3 separate regions of the Sus scrofa genome follow, and regions 2 and 3 are each linked to region 1. The links are chromatin contacts, called in public HiChIP or PLAC-seq maps. All regions are on one chromosome and are shown on one strand. The core of a region is the stretch at or near the end of the contact, and the rest is flanking DNA. Distances in the headings are between cores, read along the strand shown. Region 1 overlaps LOC106509541 (a long non-coding RNA gene). Region 2 overlaps LOC102158243 (a long non-coding RNA gene). Region 3 overlaps ZNF608 (zinc finger protein 608).

Region 1 (4,330 bases), core at 1,130-3,629:
TAATCCAGCCCTACTGGTTCCTTAGCTGGGTACAATGTACCAAATCTTCCACAAGAATATTTTGAGATGGTGAGCTGCCAGCAGTGTACTGGACCCCTTTTAAGCTTTTGTGTGCGATGCAAACCCTTCCAAAATACAGGTACTTTTCCAAAAGACAATGTCCCTTTCATTCTGGCTAAGTGTGGTTTCCCCTCCCTCTCTGTTCAATGGTGGGGGGGGGAGGGGCACCCGTCTCAAGGCCAGGATTTAGTTGAAGTTAAAATAAGGAGGGGAAAGGGCCTATGTCAATGTGGAGGCTGATCCTACTTGGCCCAGGGAAAAGTAAGCCATTCTTTTTTTTTTTTTTTTTTTAATTTTACACTGCCAACTCAGGGGCACCTAAAGCCTCAGTGTATTAGCTGTTCAGACTTTTGATTCCGAAAGCTTACTTCTTCTTAAAGGCTGCCCCCTGGACTGGCTGTGCTGCTTTAAATTCGGGTCTCTAAGAAATTGGTGTGAGCAACTTTCTTTGAGCCTTCAAAGTAAAGCCAAATGCTCTGTCCTCAGCAGGAAAGTGACTTTAATTAATTCTGGACGACCTTTCCATTGAAAAGCAAAACACTGCCCTGAGGCTTTTTAGAAAGGTTAGGTTGTACCTTTTCCCTCTTATGGTGAGGAGGTAGGTATGAGTGTTTCTCATACAAGCCTCTGCCTCCTGCGTTCCTGTAGAATGCACGCTCTTTAATCCAGGAAAAACAAAATAAAACAAACCAATGGGCAAAGAGGCCCTGTTTGTAGCCAATTAACTTCTCAATTCTAGCAAGAACTAAAGCACAGCATAAAATCTTCCATCACAATAAAATATGACTAAAGACCTCATCAATTCTCATTTAGCAAATGCTTTGTACTGGACCATCTTTTTCTCATACTTAGGAATTCCATTATTTCTTATTTCAGTGAACATGTTCGGGGAAAAAAAAAATTAAGTGGAATGGGATTAGGTTTGCCATTTGTCATTTACTCAGAACAGAATTCCGGTCTGACATGCAGGCAACTCATACCCAGAGCTTAATGCTTTTAGTAATTATAAGGATCATGTAGAGTATGTTGATTGGTGGGGGGAAAAAATCTTTATTAACTGCTCAGAAATAGTTAATTCTTCATTAGTCAGAGCACTGCACTAGAGGCTGCTGCCTGTGAACCATGGATTAGAGTTTATGATAGTAATAACCTCCCTGAAAAAACATTTGTTACTATACTTAATGACCAGATTTTAGTGCATTAACCTTCCTCAGGAGGTCAACTAACAAAATGGATGTTAACTGCTTGTAACAACCAATTCCTCTGAAATTAATATTTAGATGCCTTTGGTGTCAAAAAAAAACCTTCCTTCCCTATCAGGGCATTAAAAACACTTCTAAATTATTAATAGCAGGCAGGATTCAATGCCTCAAAGATTTCCATGCCAACGCTCTTTATCCTCAGCCTCTTCCTATTTTCTCGAACAGAGTTCTCTTCGGCAGGAACAAGGAAGGCATTCAGGGAAATTAGGTCTCAGAAATGCATGTGGGTCAACAATGTACTGCAGTTTGGAAAAGGTCATCCTTTAAGTTCAACAGAAATAAACATTACAGGAGTGTGAAAGGCGATGCTGAGAGCACACTGGGAACCCAACGGGGACAGACACCCCGCCAGGCCTGGGCTCCAGAGCTACAGCCCTCTCACCACCTGTCAGGAACTCCTTAACGACACGTTTTTTTTTTTTTTTTTGCATCCCTTCTGCGACTGACCTCCTGGCTCATCTCTCCAGCCCCTCCCTCTGCCTTCAAATTGGAAACAAACCACACTTATGTCAAAACAACTTCTCAACTATTTCCTTCCCGAGCAATCCCAGAATATAAAACATGTTCTGAAAAGCTGCACCATTCCCTGGAGAAATTTTATGATTTGGTTACTGCAGAGTGTGCTGCTCCTTGGCTGGGGTAGCCTGAAGTCCTTGCCAAACAATGAAGCAATGCTATTATTAGCCTTCCTATTCAATGGCCACAAAACAGCCCCTGTTTCTATTTTCAGACTGTGCTCTTCTGGCTCAAGAAGGCCAACACTGCACCCGTAGGGCAAAGGAGCCATCCATTGCCAAAACCTGCAGAGCAGTGGGAAGGGGAAAGGTTTTCCTGGTGGCATTTTTCGGCAGAGGTAAAATCCAGATGGGGAGCCAAATCGCCGCCTGCGAGTCTCAGCAGAGGTTTTCCTACTGGGTCTGGGAGGGCACCCCTGGGATCTCAGCAATGAAGCTGCTGTGTTTACTACTTTTCTCAAATTGCCTGGATGCAGTCACTGACTCAGTCGTTTAGATCAGCCCAGTGCAGGCGCAAAACGCTAAATCAGTAACACACAGAGCTGACGTGAATGGTTCAAGTGACGATGTCAAAGGCTTGGGCAGTTGCCTCTCGGCATGGTCAGTTACAGCCCAGCAGCAGTGTTCCAGAGGAGCCAGGCAATGTGGGGCATTTGATTTTTTTTTTTTTTAATGAGCTATAATGGACAGAACATTATATTAGTGTCAGGTGTACAACATCATGATTCGATATATATTATGAAATGATCACAGTAAGTCTAGTTAATATCCATCCTTGTACAGGGTTACCATTTTTTTGTGTATGATGAAAACTTTTACGATTGATTCTTTTAGCAACTCCTTTTACTCGTTTGCTTAACCTCCACCCCTGCCCCTGGCAACCACTAATCTGTTCTTTGTACCAATGAGCTTTTTTTTTTTTTTTTAAAGATGCCACATATAAGTGTGATTATACAGTATTTGTCTGACTTATTTCACCTAGTGTAATGCTCTCAAGGTCATTCCATAGCTTCACAAATGATATTATTTTATTCTTTTTTATGGCTGAATTACATACATATGTGTGTATATGTATACACATATATATGATATATGTATGTATGTGTATGTTTGTATCTATGTATCTCATATTTTTTTATCCATTCATCCATCAATGGATACTTAGGCTGTTTCCATGTCACACATATTGGAAATAATGCTGCAGTTAACATGGGTGTGCATTTATCTTTTCCAGTTAATGTTTTCATTTATCTTTGGATAAATACCCAGAAGCAGAATTGCTGGGTTATATGGTAATTCCATTTTTAGTTTTTTGAGGCACCTCCATACTGTTTTCCACAGTGGCTGCACCAATTTTCATTCCCACCCACAGTACACAAGGATTCCCTTTTCTCTACATCCTTGCCAACACTTGTTATTTCACAGCCATTCTAACAGCGTGAGGTGATATCTCATTGTGGTTTTGATTTGTACTTCCCTGATGATTAGTGATGCTGAGCATCTTTTCATATACTATGTCTTCTTTGGAAAAATATCTCTTCAGTTTCCTGGCCCCTATTTTAATTGGTTGGTTTTGTTCTTGCTGCTGTTGAACTGTATCAGCTCTTTACATATTTTAGCTATTAGCCCCTTATCCAATATACAATTTGCAAGTACTTTCTTCTAGTCCATAGGTTGTCTTCTCATTTCATTGATGGTTTTCTTTGCTGTGCAGATGTTTTTTGGTTTTGGTATCTGCCGGGTTGTTTATTTCTGATTTTGGAGTCAGAGCCAAAAAATCATCCCCAAGACTGATATCGAGGAGCTGACCGCCCATGTTTTCTTCTAGAAGTTTATGGTTTTAGGTCTTTTGTTCAAGTCTTTAATCCATTTTGAGTTAGTTCTTGTGTATGGTCTAAGAGAGTGGTACAGTTTCATTCTTTTGCATGTGGCTGCCCAGTTTTCCCAACACAATGTATTGAAGAAAATGTCCTTTATCCATTGTATATTCTTGACTCCTTTGTTATAGATTAATTGACCATATAGGCATGACTCCCTCCCCCCCCCCCCGGGGTTCTCTGTTCTGTTCCATTAATCTAGATATCTATTTTTGTGCCAAAATCATACTATTTTGATTACTATAGCCTTGTAATATAATTTGAAATCAGTGAGTGTAATGCCTCCGGCCATCTTTCTCAAGATCATTTTGGTTATATGGGCTTTTTTGTGGTTCCCTATACCTTTCAGGAATGTTTGCTCTATTTCTGTGAAAGAGGCCATTGACATCTTGCACTGAATCTGTGGATTGCTCTGGGTGGCATGGACGGGGGTCATTCTTATTTTTTTCTGATGGATACTTTCGTAATATTGGAAATTTAGTGCAGACAGGGGTCCATTAGAATTTGGTGCCTCTCTTCATTTGAAAACACAATTTGCTATATGACTTTTCAGCTAGGACAAGTTGTGTATAACAGTGATTTTAATTTAATAGCCAGATCCTTCATTGCTTTGGGA
Region 2 (4,330 bases), core at 719-3,218, 240 kb after region 1:
CTGCAGATGAACGATCTTAACAAATGTATTTTGATTCTACACAAACTTATGCGACACGTTTTGTTTTCTCTCTCCAAGAGCAGAGAATAGATTCCAGGCTGCTATTCTGAGCCTGAGCCTCCACGGCCACTAGCACTGAATTTTTGGCAGGCAGCCAACCAATCTCTGTGGCCCAATGAAACTCTGATTCCATCTGCTCCAGCAGCGCCATATCTTCCACTTCAGGTCAAAAGCAGGGAGCCAGCAGTATTAACATTACACTAATCTGTAAAGACATTTTCACTGGGCTAGATAGGCTAATGTTACACAGGCTTTCAAAGCTTCAAGGGTAAGGAGCAACAGTAATTGTCAGGGGGAAACTCAGTGGGCAGTGGATTCTTGCAGAGACTATTCCAAGATGAGGCTAGATGGATGGTTCTCAAGAATGAGGAGCGAAATACCTCTTCAAAAAGACAAGTCACTATCTTGTTAAGCAGGTATTTTAAACACAGTGTGGAACCATCTATTTAGCAATGGAAACACTATCATTCTTTTTTTTTTTCCTGTTTCTTTCTATATCCCCCAATTTAAGCACAAATGTTCACACACACACACACACACAGAGCCTCAAAGTCTGTTAAATAATTGATGAAGAATACCACACTCTCCATTAAAAACTTAGATGGAAAGAGATTGCTCTAAGTATAACCTTGGTGTTATGAAAGCAGACCCATTCCCAGCTCTTAAAACATTTTAAAAATAAAAAGTAAGCGTATAGCTCACCACCCTCCCTCCGCCCCTCTCTGCTGTTTTGCTGTTTGTAGGAAACATGATCAGTTTGGGGATACGCAGCTCGGTAATCAATTGCTCGTTAAGTACAACCTACCAAGGACTTTATTAAAGGTCCTCCATGGAAAAGAAACTGCGGGAAAATACTCTGAAAGCAGATTAACGTATACAATGGAAATGTAATACCAGTAACAAAAAGGGTCTTTTTCATTTTCCTAGTTCTTCCTTGGTGGGGGTGGGGTGGGGGGCGGGGGGTGGTGGGGGGTGTTGTAGTTTAAGGTTCATGCCTTTAGGCACATCAGAAACCATTAAGAACTACATTCCAGGAAATTGTAATGAATAAAAATTCAATTTAGACTGCTTGATTTTCTTTCAGCAGAAGAGGAAAAATGTTTGGCTGGAAAAGAACTATTTGAAAATCCCCACAATTAGGAAGTACACAGCTAGGTTTTTGCTATAATTTAAAGTTACGCAGTGTTGACGTGAAAAATTACTTTGTGCTAGAATAATAGATTTCCCTCTATGTGGAAATAGGCTGTCTCTATAATGTAAAAAGTAGTAAAACATATCCATACTTTCAATTTTTTTTCCTTTTAATGTAAGTGAAAACCTAGGGTTATATATTTTGAAGTTTTCACTTATTACGGCTTTTTTAAAAACACTAAATATGAAAGTTGTCTGAAAATCAGTAAACCATCAGATTTTGCCATCTCTGAAAATAATCAAGAAAAATTGGCAAGCATTTTTATTGTACTGGTTTCATACTTACTGCCTCTCTATATTCCCTGTCATAAACATTTACTTATAAAAGGAGCTGAACATGCACAGAATTGAAGAATCCCCCGCCTTAACACAAAACAAAACAGAGCAAAACAATAACCGTTTCTACTCTAAATGGAAAATTCACACCGGGCACAGATGAATGAATATGTATAAGTCTTCATGCAGTGATATACATATGATTTCTCATCTACAAAAAGAGACCGGTTTGGAAGACTAGTTATCTGACCAGAAAAGCCTGTAGTAAGTTGAGATAAAGGAGACTGACTCCACTCCCCTCAGCCTTTGCAATTGCTTTATATTCTAATCACTGCACTAAGCATCTGTCCCCGGCAGGCAGCTTGTTCAATCTAGCAGATAACGAATGCAGCCGATGGTGGCTGCGCTGGCCCTTCCCCGTGCACACGAGGAGCTAGTGTTCCATTCCTCTGATTAAACAGGCAGTGGGAAAGCGCTCTCAGAGCTGTAATTGCCTCCGTTATGAAACATCTTCACCTGTTAGCCAAAGCTAAGTTGAATCACAGCAGAAATTATTAACAGTGGCTGTTTTCAAGCCAGCTTAATTTGAGCTGATGCTGCTGTTCACTTAACACAGATGAATAGGTGTGCAGGACGAGAGCCTAAGCGGAGATGACACTCCAATGAATATCTGCTCCCAGCCCTGCTGCGGGGAGCTGGCTTGCACAACAGACAATTGTTAAAAAGCGAAATGGGGGTGGGGCATTGGATAGGACCTGCTCCTGTGCCTCTGCCATCACCTCCTGTGCTCAGGAGAACTTCCCAACTGATGGCAGCTTTTGACAGCTAAATCATTTTTGCAATTAGTTTCCACAAATGTTGGCAAACACAAACTGTTTTTTGGGGGGGCGGGGGCGTACAAAATGGTGTGAGCAACCCTGCTTCAAACCCTGCTTCAAACGTGGCCAGAAACACTCTTTTCAGAGAACCGAACAGGCATTAAAATTTAATGGTCTGCTTTCATTTTCTCTGCAGTGTGCTTCGAGATGATTATAAATTACAGCATTCTGCTTACTTTTGACGGAATAAGTCATGTATCAGCATTTGATTTAGAAGCAATGTGTGCTTGACATATGAAACACATCTTGCAGATATGATTTATCACACAGCTCTTTTTTGTTTGTTTCAGGAGAAGCTGCACCACGGGGTCAGCACGGTGACAGTGACAGCCATCCTTGTAGGAGGGGTATGACTGTGACTTTAGACGGTGGATCTGAAAAGTCTGAATATGTCTTTATTTCCCAATTTGGGAGATCCTTTTGTTTGTTCTCTAAAGCTCAAAATGATTCCCAAAGATCTCTCTTATTTTTAAAAACTTTTTTTTTTTTTTTTTTTTTTGGTGGGAAAAGATGAGCAAGGCGTTACTGGATATGGGAATCTTTTCTCAAAGCTGGGTAGAGGTTTCAGGGGGAAGAAATTCTATAATCCCAGAGTAGTTTGGGAAGCTGCTGACTTGGAGGGTCTCTGGTGCAACATGACTGGCTGAGCAGAGAGGTTGAGAGCAGATGGGGGATTTTTCAGTTGGATGGGTGTGGGGCTAAAGGGTTGGAACATAAAGACAGTGCCTGATTCTTCTGTCAGCTGGTATATTTTTTTGCCTTTGGGGTTATGTCTGCTGGTGAACCGAGCTGCAACAGAGCCAGTCCATTCCTATCAGTGTCTCTTTATCATCAGCTCTGATGGCTGCAGCCAAAACAATTGTGTGGGGGACTTAATGGAGATCACTAACTAGTTTAACCAAACAGTTGGCTGGGTTGTGGTTTATCCATCAAGTCTGATGAATAATTCTAACAGAGCTGCAGAAATTCCACATATTCCTTAAAAATCACCGTTCATGGTATAAGGTCTAACTTGGAAATATACTTGCCTTCTTTTTCTGTTCATCTATCCTTAGAAAACCAAGGTTACCTATCACCTCATATCCTCCGGGTACTTTCCTCAATGTCTACACCTTATCTCTTTGGACAGTTTATTCTAAATTTATTGAAGGTCTACTATAATTTCCCGTGGTCTTTCTAGCCTGCCCCCATGCTGTCTTCTAAGATTCAACTTTTAACCACTTTCCTCTGTCACTAGTATCCAGCCTGGCACAAATAGATGCTCAACAAAATTTTTGAGTAAGTAAACGAATGAATGAAAGTATAAATGAATATATATTTCAGGTCAAAGAAAGAAGTGAGAGTGTACTACAGAGCTCAAGACATTCTCCCTCATATTGGTTTTTCCTTTTCATGTGGAAAAAGAAATTCTAGTTTTTAGCTGTGCACATGGCTTTCTAGAATAAAGACTTCATTTTCTAACTTGCCTTGCAGCTAGGTATGACTATTTTCTAGATCAAACAGTGGGCAGTAGGTAGAAATGGTATGGAAATTCAAGAGGTGATCTTTGATCATGGCTGGGAGGAAATACTGGCTAAAGTGCTAGCAGTCGTTGTTTTGTTTTGTGTTGTTTTTTGCTTTCTATGGTGGTACCCTTGGCATAAGGAAGTTCCCAGGCTAGGCATCGAATCGGAGCTACAGCTGCTGGCTTACGCCACAGCCACAGCAACATGGGATCTAAGCTGCATCTGCGACCTACACCACAGCTCATGGCAACGCTGGATTCTTAACCCACTGAGCAGGGCCAGGGATCAAACCAGCATCCTCATGGATCCTAGCAGATTTGTTTCCACTGCTCCACAACAGGAACTCAACAGCAGTCGTTTTTGAGTTTAGGGTGCTTCTGGGATTAAAAGCCTGAGAGAGCAGAGCAACACAGTATAAGG
Region 3 (4,330 bases), core at 1,341-3,840, 250 kb before region 1:
CGCTGGTCGGTGACTCACAGAACCTAGGGAAGAAAGAAACAGATGTCAAAACGAGCTTCCCTGGAATTCCATTGGGGCTCGGTGGTAACAAATCCAACTAGGATCCATGAGGATGCAGGTTCGATCCCTGGTCTCGATCATTTGGTTAAGGATCTGGCATTGTCATGAGCTGTGGTGTTGGGTGCAGACATGGCTTGGATCCACTGTTGCCGTGGCTGGCAGCTGCAGCTCTGATTTGACCCCCTCGCCTGGGAACTTCCATATGCCACATGTTCAGCCCTAAAAAGCAAAAAATAAAAAAATAAAAAGCATCCCCAAAGGAGTCTGGTGAAATCACAAGGCACACAACACAGTGAAGAGCAGTTGACACCCAGGCAGCTTGAGCACTGGGCCCCGGTAAGGAAAACACACCCTATTCATCCAATGACAGTTTCAACACCTGCAAAAGCACAGACTACCAATGTCTTATGTTCTTCCTCAGAAAACCAAAGAAAACCAGTTTGAGTAGCTAAGCTTCAAATCCAGATCAAATTCTCATGTTGAGAAAAAGAACACAAAAAAGGAGAAAGAGCAGGGGCTGGAAGTAGAGATCCCCCTACAGAAAAGAAACCCAGCACCTGCATTTTACTGTGTTCAATCCTGAACTGTTCATTGCTTTTTTGCCTGCTTTCAATTACAGACAGACTTTTATGTATTATTAATCTCTCTCGATCATTTCCTTGCAAAGAGAGGATGGGGGAGGGAGAGGGAAGAAGAAGAAAGGGAACAGGGGAGGGGAATCAAAGGCCCCCGTGCCTACCTGGGAGGGGCCCAGTCGTGCTTGGTGCAGTCCAATAAGGTCCCTACGTAAGTTTTGTTCCTCCACGTGACATTGACCACTAGGACACCTGCAGGAGCGGAGAATGAAGAAGGACCAAGGTTAGCACCAATCGCCCTATTTCCAGTTCATTTATTATTACTATCCTTCTTACCAGCAAAGCTCTGTTCTCATTTGCTTTCAAAAGCTGTGGTTTGCATTCTTCCTCTTTCTGGTTTCAGTGACCTCAAGCAAAAACCCACAGGAAATCGTGCGCGCGCGCACGTTCACGAGCATACGCGTGTGGTACAAAAGGGTAAGGATGTGTGTGAGAGTGTAATCAAGATACTGCTGACAGAAGGAAATGGTTTTTGCCATGTCCTGCTGTAAAACAGCAACACTCACCTCTTAATTTTTCTATTATTACACATAATTGCTTTCGTTTGGCAAGCAGCCAACAAAAACTAAGCGCCAGTTACCAGTGCTTAAACCAGAAGGTGACGGAAAGGAATCGGTTTTGTTTCCAACTCAACAATATAAAATAATGGTGATTTTTATTTAGAAAAAAAATGATGTGTATGCACAAAAATAGGTCTAGAGGGAGGAAAGCTGGAGGTTGGAGTTCAGCTAGCAGACAATCAGCTGTGTTTCTTGTTTCTAATCCTCCCCTCTCTGGCTTTGTGAGACAAGAATCAGCCTTGGTATGGTATCTGTTTCACTGTTTGGTCTTGTTTCATATTAAGGACTCCTAAAATAGCCCTCTTAAGAAAATAAATGTGCACAATAGGTTTACTCTTGGGGTTATCTTTAGAATCAACTCTAGTAAGCATTTGCCACAGAGGATTAGAAAAAAAAAAATCTCAAAACCAACACACTTGTTTCCTGCAAGCCATTCTGCTTTTCCCAACTGCTTTGCAGACAGACAATTTAATTTAGCACTGCATCTGTGAATTACCAAACTTAAGTGCACTTAGTATACCAAATGTCACAGGGAAACAAAATATAACTCCTCTTTATTTCTCTAGAGGACAAGTGCCACATTTTTTTTTAAACTCACTCTTTTAAAGCATACATTAAAACACCTAGATTTTGAGACATACATAACATATTTAGGGTAATGAAATAAAGCATTTAAGTCTCCCTTTGTTTCTCTAACACGCCCCTCCCCCGCTTCTTTCTTGGAAACACCAGGGACAATACTCAAAGTCTATTCCTAGCTGATTTACCCACTAGCTCACTGCCATTTTGAATTCTGCAGAAAACCTGTACTTGAACTCCTTTATGTTAAAGGATACTCACAAGTAAGATTCATTTCCTTGGAACGTTTTTTAACGGCAGGTAAAAGCAGTTGAATAGTTGGGAAGTAGTGGAAAAGAAAACATTTCTTTCAAAAGTCCCCAAAAAGAGACTTGAAAATTGTTTCCCATATGGTCTGCGTTACTATGACTTAGGTGACAGCCGAATCTACTCACTGTATCAATGGGGGAGGGGAGGGGCGGGGCGGAGCGGGGTGGGGGGCAGTTAGCAGGAAGCAAAGTAAGCATTTCCTCAAATCACAGTTGATTCCATTCTAATTCTTTCAGGGGAAAAAAATTCAAGCCATGGAGTATAAAAATTCATATTGAGATGAGAATCAATTGTAATTAGGCATTTGGTCAAAATGTGCACAAGACAGAACAATTGGAGGAAAGGATTCTTTATGAGCACATCCCTTCAGGAAAAGGGAGGGGGTAGGAGACAAGGTGAAGGGGAAGATGGAGCTGGTTTTCTCATCATCTGCTCTCTGGGGCACTGTGTGTGGTGTCAAAGACCTTTGCAGCTGCTTAAAATTCTTTAGCATGTCAGCTATATTTACAGTGCTGGAATATATCTGTATTGCCAGAAGGTTACTGCATTTTAGTTTTAGATGCAATAGGCTGAATCACAGCATTCCAGAGTCCCTGATGTAGCACAAATGTATAATTAAAACTGCTTGAAAGGAAACATGAAAGAAACAACAAACCCTCCATTCTTACAGTAATAAAATTAAAAACAGGAAAAGTCTGCACAGACACTTAACATTTGTCTGCAGTGAAAGGCTTTTGTTATTGCTTTTCCCCTAAGGGTTTCGCGTTTCCAGCAAACGCTGCCCTCCGATTGGCCGGCGCCTTCTGGGAACGCCGGCGTCTGATTGGCTGGGCTGAGGGCGGCCACCCGGAGCAGCAGGCAGCCGCGGGGGATAAAGGAGCATCGCTAGGGGAAGAGGCGGCGGCTGCAGTGGCCGGCCGGCCGGCAGAGAGGCGGGGGCGCGCTTCCCAAGCAGGGGTTCTCTTGGGGACAGAGGGCTGCCCGGCTCGGTAAATCAACGTCGGCTGGTCTTTGTGATGAAAGGCTACTGTCCGTGTGACTGTGCTGGGTTTCCCACCATGAGCCACGCTGCGCAGTTCCACGTTGCACACCAGCCCGCCCACAAACCCTCAGCATCGAATTCCAGGTCTTGGAATAGGACAAAGGGAAACGTGGGGGCTGGCGAGAAGGGCAGGACCCCAACACGCATTTAATCATTCGTTATGTGGGGTTTACCACGTGAAACTGTCAGGTCGCATAGGCAAAACAAGTTGTAACTTCCACGCTGCAGAGCTATTCACCATCGCAGGATAGGATTTCTAGAAGCCACAAGAGCATACCTCTAATCTAAGTACAAGTGATATTATTATAATCACCATCATTGTTAGCACTTGGTGGGAATAAAATCCTTAAAAAAAAAAAAGCCATTTTCAACTTCTCATTTTCCTAGTATCCCTTCATATTAACAAAAACAAACAAAAAAAACCAACTCCACTCCCAGGAAGATTTTGAATAGTTTCTCTGATTAAATACGTGTGCTTGGTCTATTTTTCTGTATATGCATAATCCATATCACAATGTCACCGAATGTTATCTGCCTAGAAGTCACATGAATATACGCATGCGCATGTTTACATGGCCAGGCCAAATCTGCTGTGTTGGAATGACGGTTTAAGGAATGCTTCTCATATAAACTACAAAGTGTATTGTTTCTCCATTAGGAAGTCTATGTTGAGACAACATCCTATTGTGTGGGCCAAGTACAAAGTAAGCAGTTAGCTCTATAAGATATAATCGGCTGATTTTGCAGCAGCCTCAACATCATGAACACTTTCTGATGCATGGCGATATAAAGCACACCATACTTTTTTAAAGGCATTAATGCCCAACACTAAAGTTAGTCCTTTAAAAGTCTAAATTTGAAGTTCGTAAGTCTAGGCATAGTTATTTTTCTTGCTTATCACATATAAACTAAAAATAAATTACGTTTATTCCAAAAAGATTTACCTATTTCGGAGTTCCCGTAGTGGCTCAGTGGTTAACGAAACCGACTAGGAACCATGAGGTTGTGGGTTCGATCCCTGGCCTTGCTCAGTGGGTTAGGGATCCAGCGTTGCCGTGAGCTGTGGTGTAGGTTGCAGATGTGGCTCAGATCCTGCGTTGCTGTGGCTCTAGTGTAGGCCAGCGGCTACAGCTCCGATTCAACCC

What was found. HiChIP or PLAC-seq counts read pairs in DNA pulled down with a chosen protein or histone mark.
Region 2: an H3K27ac HiChIP or PLAC-seq map of skeletal muscle shows a contact between it and region 1. The contact joins two enhancer-like sites. A contact is called at or near these places in 2 of 47 Hi-C or Micro-C datasets (fetal heart ventricle and heart right ventricle) and 1 of 2 datasets of contacts at active chromatin or transcription factors (skeletal muscle).
Region 3: a contact with region 1 is called in an H3K27ac HiChIP or PLAC-seq map of skeletal muscle. The contact joins two enhancer-like sites. A contact is called at or near these places in 4 of 47 Hi-C or Micro-C datasets (embryonic fibroblasts, heart right ventricle, retroperitoneal adipose tissue and 1 more) and 1 of 2 datasets of contacts at active chromatin or transcription factors (skeletal muscle).

The regions. Positions count from the first base shown.
Region 1 is chr2:128,306,737-128,311,066 of Sscrofa11.1, forward strand. LOC106509541 (a long non-coding RNA gene) reads left to right here. Exons shown (of 3, transcript XR_001307170.2): 1 at 1-2,175. Among named protein-coding and RNA genes, the nearest start is that of ZNF608, 150 kb to the left of the region's middle. Within about 2 kb of position 2,380, at least 11 of the 83 cell types and tissues checked have an H3K27ac peak or open chromatin away from gene starts, as enhancers often do. A contact at or near this core is called in skeletal muscle, where this site is marked.
Region 2 is chr2:128,549,678-128,554,007 of Sscrofa11.1, forward strand. All of the region lies in intron 10 of LOC102158243 (a long non-coding RNA gene), which reads right to left. Among named protein-coding and RNA genes, the nearest start is that of ZNF608, 400 kb to the left of the region's middle. Within about 2 kb of position 1,969, at least 16 of the 83 cell types and tissues checked have an H3K27ac peak or open chromatin away from gene starts, as enhancers often do. A contact at or near this core is called in skeletal muscle, where this site is marked.
Region 3 is chr2:128,058,126-128,062,455 of Sscrofa11.1, forward strand. It overlaps ZNF608 (zinc finger protein 608), which reads right to left. Exons shown (of 13, transcript XM_005661601.3): 4 at 800-887; 5 at 1-23. Among named protein-coding and RNA genes, the nearest start is that of ZNF608, 96 kb to the right of the region's middle. Within about 2 kb of position 2,591, at least 53 of the 83 cell types and tissues checked have an H3K27ac peak or open chromatin away from gene starts, as enhancers often do. A contact at or near this core is called in skeletal muscle, where this site is marked.